Linked DNA regions of Mus musculus: region 2 is linked to region 1. Evidence: chromatin contacts called from public HiChIP or PLAC-seq data. All regions are on one chromosome and are shown on one strand. Each heading gives the region's core, a stretch centred on a gene start, on an enhancer-like site or on the middle of the called end of the contact. The rest is flanking DNA. Distances are from core to core; before and after follow the strand shown. Region 1 overlaps Rad51b (RAD51 paralog B). Region 2 has its middle 6.8 kb from the start of Gm3596.

The links. HiChIP or PLAC-seq counts read pairs in DNA pulled down with a chosen protein or histone mark.
Region 2: a contact with region 1 is called in an H3K27ac HiChIP or PLAC-seq map of heart atrium, with 5 read pairs. The contact joins two enhancer-like sites. A contact is called at or near these places in 1 of 39 promoter capture datasets (the 3T3-L1 cell line), 3 of 484 Hi-C or Micro-C datasets (the C2C12 cell line, cerebellum and nephron progenitors), 1 of 115 datasets of contacts at active chromatin or transcription factors (heart atrium) and 1 of 9 other capture datasets (embryonic stem cells).

Annotation. Positions count from the first base shown.
Region 1 is chr12:79,729,596-79,735,513 of GRCm38.p6, reverse strand. The region is part of intron 8 of Rad51b (RAD51 paralog B); the gene reads right to left. Among named protein-coding and RNA genes, the nearest start is that of Gm36048, 66 kb to the left of the region's middle. Within about 2 kb of position 2,618, at least 50 of the 459 cell types and tissues checked have an H3K27ac peak or open chromatin away from gene starts, as enhancers often do. A contact at or near this core is called in heart atrium, where this site is marked.
Region 2 is chr12:79,835,750-79,841,667 of GRCm38.p6, reverse strand. It overlaps a transcript of Rad51b not described here. Among named protein-coding and RNA genes, the nearest start is that of Gm3596, 6.8 kb to the right of the region's middle. Within about 2 kb of position 3,272, at least 103 of the 459 cell types and tissues checked have an H3K27ac peak or open chromatin away from gene starts, as enhancers often do. A contact at or near this core is called in heart atrium, where this site is marked.

The DNA of each region.
Region 1 (5,918 bases), core at 1,369-3,868:
CTCCTTTACAGGCAGACATGTTCTGGCCCGAGCCAGTCTTCTCACCAGCTCCTCCGCTCTCCGACCCAGCTTCCCACGGGGTAGATCTGGCTGCCTTCTATTTACTCTTCACACCCTGTCATACCTCTCCTCTCTCCCTGGGAGTGACAATTTCATTCGATCCCCCGGCAAAAGGATACCATTTACCACATCACCTTGGAAGCCTAGGAAATCAGCCCTGGACAGAAAGTTGGAGAGAGCCAGAAAGGGGATTTCCTATGTTGGCCTGCCAGTCCGCCATTTCTCATCAGTTCCCTTGTTTCCCCTCAAAGCACTTGGAAGACTCTCAGCGAACCCTGTTGACTTAGTACTTGGAAAAGTGCATGAGGTAAAAATGACCTCCAGTTTACAGACCTTAGTCAGAAAGATCTTGTTGGTTTGGGTTTTGAGACAGTGTTACTGACCTTGCCTCCTGAGTGATAGGATTTCAGAGGTATGCATCCCTAGGTAGAAGGATTGATTTTGTTGTTGTTGTTTTGTTTTGTTTTTTCGAGACAGGGTTTCTCCGAATAGCCCTGGCTGTCCTGGAACTCACTCTGTAGCCCAGGCTGGCCTCAAAATTAAGAAATCTGCCTGCCTCTACCTCCCGAGTGCTGGGATTAAAGATGTGTGCCACCACGCCCAGCCTAGGATTGATTTTTTAAAATCCACTCGTTCATTTACTTACTCAACATTCAATAAATACAGAGTACCTGTATACACCAGGAACTGGGCTGAGACTAAGTCCAAACTGATGTCATGTGACTGACACCTGGCAGTGCCAGTCTATCCTTGAATGAGAAGCCCCATTTACTATTTCCTGAAACAAGTAGCCCTGGATCAGCGCAGTAGAACGACTAACAGATACCCCGTCTACTCTCTCGCCATTCCAAGAATAGGAAAGCTTTGCTGGAGAGAATGAATCAGGAAACACCAGGTGATTTTTTATGGTGAAATTATCCTCCTTTCTATAATGGACATCATGCTACCAGACAATGTCTACTGAAAATCAAAAGGGATAAAGGCAGTGAGATGCCTCAGTAGTAGAGGCTCTTGCCACCAAGCCCGAGGACCTGGGTTTGATGCCCAAGACCCACATGATAGAACTCGGTGACTAACTCCTATAAGTTGTCCTCTGAGCTCCATATATGCACCCTGCCCACACATGTGCACACAAAATAAATAGATAGATGGATGGTATGCACAAATGCATTTTGTAAAATATGATTTAAAATGCACAACTAAATTTAATCTTAGGTTTATAAGGGTTGAGAGATAAAAGAAAGGTAGTCTCAGTTGATAAGGTTGATTAACAATGACTTATGATGCTCTGATTCTTTTTAAATCTTCATGGGTGTTTTTTTTTTCTGCATGTATGTTTATGCATTATGTGCATATAGTACATAAGGAGGCTGGAAGAAGGCATTTGATCCCTCAGAAATACAATATTAATTGGTTGTTAGCTATCATGTGGGTACTAAGAACTGAACCTGTGTCCTCTAGCAAAGCAAAGCAACCAGTGTTCTTAAACACTGATCCATATCTCCAGCCTTTGACCTTTGACACTCTCTCTCTCTCTCTCTCTCTCTCTCTCTCTCTCTCTGTGTGTGTGTGTGTGTGTGTTTAGGTATATGAGGCTGCATGTGTGTTATGGTACAAGCGGAGGGCTGAATATCCGTCCTTCCTTGTCTTCCTCCTTGTTTAAGGCAGGGTCTCTGTTCTCCTCTGTCTCAAATACCAGGCTCAGTGGCCCATGAGTTCCCAGCGATGCTCTTGTTTCCCAGGTCCATGTAGGAGCACCAGGATTACAGACAAGGGTTACAGTACCAGATTTCCACAGGCTCTAGAGGTTTGAACTCAGGTCCTCATGCTTATGTGGCAAGTTCTTTTCCCACTGAGTTATATCAGCCCAGCCCAATGCTCCAAATCTTAAAGGGAAAAGCAGCCTTTGTAAGAAACACACTCTTTACAGTTTCATGGAAAGTTTTGGCGAAGGAGCAAATATCTTGATTGTAAAAACAAAGGAAGCCCATGCATTGAGAGAGTTAAGCGTACTGTGGGGGGAAGAAAAAAAAAACTTAAAACGAAGATGTTTTGCTTTATAGAAAATTCTATTGATTCACGGAGTCCTTTTAAAAAAACAACTATTTGAGATTCCCATAATATACCGAGAAACCTCCAGAAAATGTTACATAAGTTTTAGAATCACCAATTTAAGAAACTTATTATTTATTTATTTTTTTCAGTGTCTTTCAACTGTAATTATACTGTCTTTATAATAATAATTAAAAAAAACTTTGGTGGTAAGAGTATAAAAATTTTAAAAATCTCATAGAACTTGCAGACCCCAAGTCCCAGAGCCCACAATTTGAGAAATATTGATTTTTGTCTCGCCTTTGCCTTTTATGGGTGAAGGAACAAATGACTCTCCTAACCACACAGATGGCTCTTAGCACAATCCAGCCAGAAAGCTAGGTCGCCCGGTTTCTAGAACAGTAGTTTTTCCTTCTTTAGACAAGGCCTCCTCTGTCTGCTACTCAGCTCACTATCTGTCCCAGACAGACACTGGCTTTGTACTAGTCCAGAGATGGGGAAACAGATGGAGGCAGCAGGTTTGAGGGGAAGTGCTGTGGGTGTGGCTGCCGTCACTGCAGCTGGGCCTGCATCCGAAGGGAAGGGTCTCCCATGGTCACATTCTACTGCGCATCTTTGAAACAAAGAAACGTTGGGTGGAAAACACAGGCAACTTTAGGAGGAAGCATTTCTGCCTAGCAAGTTTGGGCAGAAAGTTTGATGAACATGGTCCTGAGCTAAGAGCCAGAGAGGAGCTCCAGAGGGATGAGGTTATAATTCAGGGTGGCCAATTTAATCAGCTCATATTCATTAAACACCCACAAGCACGTGGTGCTTTACAGCTAACCCCTTCCCTCACGCAGAAGCATCCACAGGCCTGTTTTAATCGGGCCACCCTGTTCATGTTGGGAATCTAGCCAGAGTGTTAAAGCAACTGCTTCCCTTCCTAAGAAAACAGGGTAGACTTACTACCGCGAGTAAAGGGGGAAAGCCCCTAGTTTTGCATCCCATCCTAAAGCTGGGAAGGACACAGGGAATCTGTTTTCCAAGGTTGGTTTGTAAAATTCAGTGATATATTGATCCTTCCTCTTTCAGACTGGCAACATCCCATGCCATCTAATTCTAGGCTTTTTCCTGCAGTTTTCTTGGGTGGCATCCCTCTCTTTTATCTGAGCTGAACTTGAGCACTTATAAATATTCCCACAGAGGGACTGAAGCATTATGGCCCTTGAGTTACTTATAATTAGCCAATCAATGATTTTGAGCACTTCTGGCCCTTGGATAATGAACTCATTGCAAGTAAAGAAAGCTTGTTCTTACCGCTGGCTGTTTGAACTGCCAAGAATGTTTTCGGCCCCACTGATTTACCAAGCAACTTTTGATTACTGTCGGATGAGAGGACTGACTGAGGCTGCTGGGCTGAATCTCTCTAAGAGCTGGGGTTGGCAAACTTCTGGTAAGAGGTGGTCTCTGAAAGCTGGGGCGCCGTGCAGTGCATCATACAACGTACATCCCTGTCTGAGGTATTAGCAAGTGTTCTGGCTTTTCAAAAAAAAAAAAAATCTCCTGTACTTCTCTGCAGCATGTCCCCAACAGAGAACATTAGGTCATCAGGAAAGTCTGAAAGACTGTCCTGACACTAGGACATGATGCTAGTCTTCTCTTACATGATGCGATCGATCCACTGGTAAAGATCCCATGAAGCTTAGTGAAAGACTCCAGGTATTCAACTTATAACCTAGAACACAAAGTACAAAGTAGGTGCTCAACAAAATATTGTGCTCTTCGTAGTTTAAGGGTTAAGGTAGGTTCATGAAACAAAACCAGAGGCAGGATGGCTTCGAGTATCTCCAAAATTATGACCAGGGAAAACAGGTGTTACCGAGGCTTTTAGGTGAACAACCATAAAATAACAATACCCTTACAGTTTGTAAAACTCCGTAGGTTTCTCCAATAGCTCTGCAGTGGATATATATGAAATGAGCAGGTTTCTGTCTCTTTAGTTCAGGAGTAGCCAGGATCCCTCTATATTAAGAATCAGAACCTTGCCAATGTGTTGGAAGCATCATCTCACAACCTCCTCCCCCAACGTTAATCTTTTATTTTCAACTTGGTGACTTTCACTTAAGCCAGTGTCAACACTTCAGAAACCCTACCAGATTTATAGATTAAGACTCTCCAAGCCAATATAAGGCCCACAATTCTCTTGTGTTTCAGTTACCTAATGCCTTAAGTCATTCGACAAATGTTTACTAAGTGCCAGTTATATATGCCAAGCAAAGACACAAGGAGTAGAAAAACAGTCAGGAGTGAGACAGACCAGTCTTTATAATGGCAGGCACACAAGGGACTGTGAAAGGGCTTCTGTGGTGAAGTGGACGGTATTCTGGACATGTAACTGTGGGTCACATCCAGGGCTATACCTGAGGTCTGGGAAGATGTCCCCACGAAAGCACTATGGAGAGAGATAAAGGCACAATGACCTGAGTTATCAATGAGAAAACAAAACCATTGTTTAATTATTACAGTTTGTTTGCCAGACTCAAACCTTCCAAGTGTGTGTGTGTGTGTGTGTGTGTGTGTGTGTGTGTGGTGGTCTGCAAAGAAATGTGGAAGTTTGGAAAGCACTGCTCTAGTGGGGCACTGGAGGGTGTGGGCAGGGGGGCATTCAGTATTACTATCATACATGCACAGATCACAGAACACCCTTGAACTAGACAGGGTTCTGATTTGCCTTTCAGCCCTCTCCAGACAGAGACCGAAGCATTGTGCAAGTTTGAGGCTGGTTAGTGCTTCATAATAAAACTTTTTTTTTTTTTAAAGAAGGGGGACAGGCAGGGAAAAGACCCTCGAATCCTGTTTCTTGAAGTGCAACTTCCTGTTATCAGCCACAGCTCGGTGGGCTTTTAAGTACAGAGTATTAACTAGCTCTTGGTTGCTAAAGCAGCTTCATCTCCACTAACCTTTACACACTATGACTATGTCAGTTTTTCCAAGAAGGAGGAATGGATGGAAAGCCAGGCCACATCTTAATAAGGCCCTGGTGAGCTAATGGGTGTGATTATTTCATTGTCTCGGATTCATGCCAGCCTAGGCTCATCAGATACAGGCACAATCCAGGAGAAACATGACCTCACTCGTGACATGGGGCTGTGTGCACAGATGCCAGCAGGAATTTAGTGATCCCTCAGCGCAGGTAAAACTCAACTCTTTATGGTTGCAGCTAATGAGAAGCACACCAAAGTTACCTAAAACAGTAAAGCTAATATTGACATTAGCGTACTAGATATGTTGGGGTAAGGGAAGCCAGGAAAAACTGCTGAGACCATCTGTGCTAAGTGTGTCGCATCCATAATGAGGCACATATTTAAGATAAATTGCCATCTCTTTAAATGATTAAGTGCCAGATTTATGGAAAGCTGCAGCCCTACCAAGACCACAGGGTTGCTAAGTGGTCTAAGGCTATAAAGGTGAGACTCTCACAATTCTGGTTGTGTCACAAAACATTCACTGACTTGCAAAGCCTTTCTGTGTCTCAGTTTCCCAGACAACAGGAGAGCAATCCCATTCCTTAAACTGCACAGCTTTGAGTATAGTAGACTTTTGCAAATCAGGAATGCACATTTTTTTTTCAAGAATGAACTCTCTCAGACCCTTTCCATGGTACCATCTCAACAGACACTGGAACACACTAGGAAGTACGGTTCAAGGCTCCACACATTTTAATTGCACTTCAGAGCATGTGCACTCACTAGTCATTCAACGTTTCCTCCTGAGCATCTCGTATGCACCAGAGTCAGACCCTGCTGTAGGCACGAGAGATATGA
Region 2 (5,918 bases), core at 2,023-4,522, 110 kb before region 1:
TTCCCTCCCTCCCTCCCTCCCTCCCTCCCTCCCTCCCTCCCTCCCTCCTCCCTCCCTCCTCCCTCCCTAGCTCCCAGCAGGAAATGACATAATTGAAATCAAACCAGAAACTAGCAAAATAGTGTTTCAGTTCCCTTTTCCATCTCTGTAGCAGCCTTAGCCTCCACATCCCAGGGTCATATGATGGACAGCGGCCAGGTTCCTCTGGCTTCCATCAGCAGAGGATCTTGTTGTCCAGTGTAGCTTTATGTAAAATGAGGGACCCAACCTGGGCCTCAGCACTGGTGTGAGAAAGCACACAGAGGAACATGCCCAAGTTAAAGAATACACACGTGGGCACATATACTGTGTGCAGTCAACATGCGAAGATAATTGCTCACTTCTGCCCACATTCATGTGGGTGTCTTCTGACACCCCATGTCCTGAAATGTCTCAACCAAAGACTTTGGTCTCCTATGCTGGAGATAGCATCCAAATGGATGTGCAGAACAAGGCTGTGCTTCCAGGTCCAGCTCTGGATTCTGCCTGCCTTGAGGAGAATTGCCAAAGCTTTTGGTACTGGAATGTGTCCATGCCTAAAATCAGGGGTATTGTTAACGTGGCCCAGAGACTTCAGAAGGGCCGGGATGAAGATGTAATTAGAGCCTATGAAGGCTTTCCACTTCCTGGATAAAAGGCAAGGCTGTGTGGCATTTTACTATCTACCTACCCTGGCTTTTATATTGCTCCACCTCCTCTGTCTTCCTTTTGGGGGGTCTGCATAAATTTTACTGGGTATTCATTTCAAAATAGACCTATTTCTACCTTAGGGCACAATTTCATTTGCTGTCTTAGAGAATTTCTTTCTAGAACCTTGATAGTCCTGAAAGGTCTACCCCCACCACATGCAAAGAACAACCCACCTCCCCCACCCTGTGGAAGAAGAGGCCTGGGTGTGATAAGTCACTCCCATTGGTGACACTTGATTTTGTCACGCTGCTTGAGCTCAGTCTATAGTGCCACGTGTGTTGCTGGAGAATCTTGTCACCTCAAATGTTCTGTCACCTGTTGTAAAAGGAAGATGACCTCACTCACCTCACCAGGTCAAGTGACATAAAGAGCCAAATTTAGCGAGTAGCGGTGGTTTCTGGCTGCTCTCTCTTTACCATCTGGCGCAGAGGAATAGGGGTGAAAAGACCCTTTTGCTCCTCCTCCTGGAAGCCCTCTGTCTAGCCTCGAACCCATTTTGATAGCAATACCACCACTTGGTTGAGTCTAGGCTGTTCTCATCTCAGTTTCTCCCAAATACTCAGCCCATCACTCCCAGTGCCTTCTCCTCCTCCATGTAGCAATTCCAGGGCCCCCAAGTCATATCCCCATTCTACCCTCCCTTCAAGCCCAGTCCCAAGAGTGAGAAAGCAAAGAGCTCTTGTATTCTTTTGAGCAGGAGAAAGTCCGTTGAAAGTGGCTTTGCTTTGTTGTGCCCACTTCAGAAAAAGATCAAACTGCAGGCTCCACGAAGAAGAAGGGAGGCTTCAGGCAGGAGGAGGAGGGGCAAGCCTAAGCAGGGGGTACAGAGGCTCTCACAGAGCCTGAGGGGACAAGATCCTTACAACTAACCAATATATGGCCTGCTCACAGATGGTCTCATTACCCCAAACCAGCCTAGACAATACAGCTAGAACGTTTCCCAGCAGATAGATAGGCAACCATCTAGTCTGAGGAACTGAGTTAGCAGTATCTACATAGGACCCCTTCCCTTCCTGAGAGTTCTTGCCTTTCAGGTTCCCAGGGAGGAGCACAGAGCACATGCAAGGAAGCCCTTGAATAGGCACTGCTTCAATTCAAGCCTTGGATGCTTAGGAGGGGCCTCGGCATCCCACAAATCCCCCAGTGCACAAAGCTTTGAGGCCAAGTGTTCAGTCTGTTTGTTCTTTGAAACAGGCCCTGGAAGCCAGGAGTTATTTGTTTCCGAAAGGTAGGCGCGCATCAGGTGGGTGGTCGCTGCACTTTCTGTGCTTTGATTCCTGCCTTTCTTTTCAGGACCACTGAGGGGTTTATTTTCCTTCTCGCAGCAGTGCTCCGGGGCTCTGCTGTACACTGTATCTGTGTTGGGTTTTCCCACAGGCCCCTGCAAAAGCAGTCCACTTGCTTTCAGAAGGCCCTGGGCGGCCCCGTGAGGGGGGAGCTGGTTGCAGCTGTATGCCCCTCCTTTCTGCAGCAGGCTTTGATCAGGGTTTTTTTTTGGGGGGGGGGGGAGTGATGGGGGTGTGGGCTGGTGCAGCCTGACCTCCCATCTCCAACATCTCCCAGGTAGAAAGTTCTGTTCAGCCTGTCTGTGGCTTCAAAGGCCCTGCCCCTCCGGGCTGGGACAAGTCTGATAATGGTTCCCATTTTTTGTTGCTGTGTGATCTTCCAGCAGCCCTATCTTTCAGTCGACAGGATCCTGCTTGTTTGGTTGGGCTGCTCCAGCCAAATTGAAATCACCTTTCTGGTTGAGGAAGCACATTGATGTCTGTCTTCTCCCATTGAGACCCCTTTGATGGCTCAGACATGGCCTTCTAGCTCAGACAAAGGTGACCCGGGCCATGGCAGCCAGACACCTGTCCAGTCAGAGCCCGAGCCTTGAACAGGGTGGACATCTGCTTGAGTCTGCAATTCAAGAAGAACACTCCATTTGGCACTTGTGTCCTCGGGAGCACACAGCTTAAGGAAAGCCAAGGCTTTCTGCTCTACTTCCTCGAAGAAATCCAGCCATGGTGGCTGAGGCGGCATCCTGTTCTCCATGCTTGAACTTGAACCTGGGACACAGCCCAGATCCCTAAAGTTGACTACAGTTCCCAGGAACTTGAGCTGCTCTGAGTTGAGAAGCAGGCAGCCAGCCAGTGTTAGGCAGGATGTCCCTTCCTAACAGTTGTGGCCTTACAGGTTCAGTTCTCAGCCCTGGGGCATGAACAACAAGTAATGGGGCCCCTCCAAAATCTATTTCTAGCTCCTACCCCAAACAGTTTCATCTGTCAGTCCCCAGGGTTGAGTCAAAGGACAAGGGCTGAGCCACCAGTGTGCTGCTGTTGGTCTGGAGAGGGGTTGCGGCTTCCCTGGAAGGCTGGCTGACTGCTCCTCTGGGGCAGGTGGGGTTAGGCTGCACATTGCCCTTTGGTTTCCTCACATTTAAAATGAGGGTGGCCAAGGGCAATAGGAGAGCATCCTCCTTCCTCAGTCTGATAGCACAGGGCTCTTCCTTTTGACTGTACTCAAAACAACCAGGGCAGAACAATGAACACAGGAGGAGGCCCAAGGGAATTTATCATGTGGCTGTCCCGTGGCAGTTCCCTCTCTGCCTTTATCTCCTACAGAGGTCTGTGTGGGAGGAAATTCTGGCAGGCTGCATTTGTCTCCCTGGAGTGGAGAGAAGCTGCAATGTTGGCCTCGCCCCAGCCTCAGCCATAGCAAGGAGACCTGAGCCGTCTCCCAAGACTCTGAAGATGTGCCCACCAGAGTGCAAACCTGCAAAGAAGAGACTCCAAAGAGTGTCAGTGTGCCCAGACCAGCCCAGGTCCTCCTCTCTGCTCCTGTCACTGCGTGACAGCTTTGTAGACACTTGTCCTCTGTTGTTGGAAAAGCAGGGGGCAGACACAGCAGTGAACACAAAAATTTCTCACACCAGGGAGGTCACTTGCCTAGAGAATTCATCCTTTTCCCCAGATGCCTGGGAAAAGAGAAAGGACCTCCGAGCCTTGCGGCGATGAGGAAGTTAGCCAGTTCCAGTTGCTCCCTGTGAAAGTAGATGTTTTGCAGCATCTGATCAGGCCATCTCATCTCAGCACTGATTCATTTATTTGTATAGTGGGGGGTATACGCATGCAAGTAGGTACACATGTGTGTACAGGTGTATGTGCAGACTTCATGAATATGTAGAGGGCACAGGAGGAAGTCAGTTCTCCTACTATGGTGCTCTCTGCCTTATTACTGTGAGTCAGTCTCTTGTTGACCCTGGAGTTTGCAGCGTTTTGGCCAGACTAATGGCTAGCAAGCCAATGATCTTCCTGTCTCTGACCATCCCTAGTCCTGGAGTGAGAGGTATATGTGGCTTTTAACATGGCTGTTGGTGATCTAAACTCAGGTCCTCATGCTTGCAGAGCAAGTGCTATTACCCACTGAGCTATCACCTCAGCCTCCCATCTCGGCATTCTTAATTTCATTCAGTCCATATGCAAAATCCTCCCTGCCAAGGGGAAACTCTAGTGCCTTTGCTGCCAAGATTCAGAAACTAAGGAAAACAGTTCCTATCCGGCAGCTAGTCACTGTGGGATGTTGGCCCACCATTCTTTGGGGCTTGAGCCTTTTATAATGCTACAAATTGAACACGGGAAGACCTGGGTTGAAGGTCACCAAGTGATCTTGACTAGGCGACCTGACATCTCATGGCCTCAGTTTACACATCGGCAATACTAGAAACCTCAGAGGACTCTTCTCACTCAGAACTGCATGAGATAACGTCTGTGATGTACCTAGCACACGCTAAGGATTCTATAATGTGACCATTATCATTACCATCCTTTCAAACGCTATGCAGGTCTGACTGGTCGTCCTCCTCCCTGCTGAATAGCAACCTCAGAGAACAGTAAGCCCTACTCTGATGTAAGAAACAAACTCCGGGTGGGAATGGGGGGCATATAGGTGGAGGCAGACCCCACAGCACAAAGGTTAGGAATGTCTACCTGGGACACCAGTAGAAAACTCAGGGACAGATCTGAACATAACCTGATTTTTTTTTTCCTCTCTGGCCATGTCACCTCTCAGGTCAGACACAGTGGGCTGGTTTCTTAGGACTTCAGTGACACATTGGCACAAACAACATCATTTCTCACTCAGTAGACAAATATTCTTTCACACTTTTGGAAAGAAGTCTAAAATTGAGATGTCTGTAGGGTTGTGTTTCCTCCGGAGGTATGAGAGACTCTTTTCTTGTCTCACATAGTCCCAGAGGTTCCAAGTGTCCCCAGACTTGTCCCCAAACTAAGCACTACATAACTTTGTCTGCCTCTGGGGCTGAGCTTCCTCCTCTTCTTTGTGTGTCTCTTAAAAGGACACTTGCACTTCATCAGAGACATGTGGCCTCAAGATTGCAAGAATCCTAACTTGATTACAATTACAAAGACCCTTTATCCAAATAAGGTCACATTTACAAGTTATAGGGTCAAGATAAAACACATCTTTTGGGAGGATCAATCTTCAAATGAGCACATCGCCAGCCTTGCAAAATGTCCAGGTTGATTAAGACTAAAACATCCACAGAAAGTGTTCTTCACCCCACGACAACATCCCTGGACCTCCACTTGGTTCTATCATTCTCATGGCAAAAGCTGGCTTTTAGTTCACTGTCAATTAACAAGAGCAGGAATCCTTGCACCAGAGAGTGGGTCTCCAGCTGGCCCTGCATCCTGGAGCTTCTGAATCTCAGCCAGAAACTGTTGTGGAAAATAATAAAAAAGGAACCCACCAACTCTCCCCAGGGCCGGACCAAACTCCCGTTCTCCTGCCACTGATGTCAGCTTCTCCATCTAACCCCAGCAGCATCTGGCTCGCTTGTCCCTGGAACTGCTGGCTCCCTCTCCACCATCGGCTCTATCCTACATTCTAGTAACCAAATGGAACCGCCAACCCCGTGGTTGCATATCACAGCACCCAGTAACCTGGTAAAATCAAGACTCTTAAAGCTTAATTAACCAATCAGATTTATGTATCAATAATATCACAATTTACAAGATGCCAATTCAATAATTTCAGAGCCAATTGATAATGATAAAAGCTTTATCCCAATTAATCAAACCTCATGATACCACAACTACTTGTGGCTGGTTAACGCCACACAGGTTCACGTCTGTAGCCATCTTCCTTCTCCTCCTACCCTGAGACACCCCCTGTCTTAAGCTCCG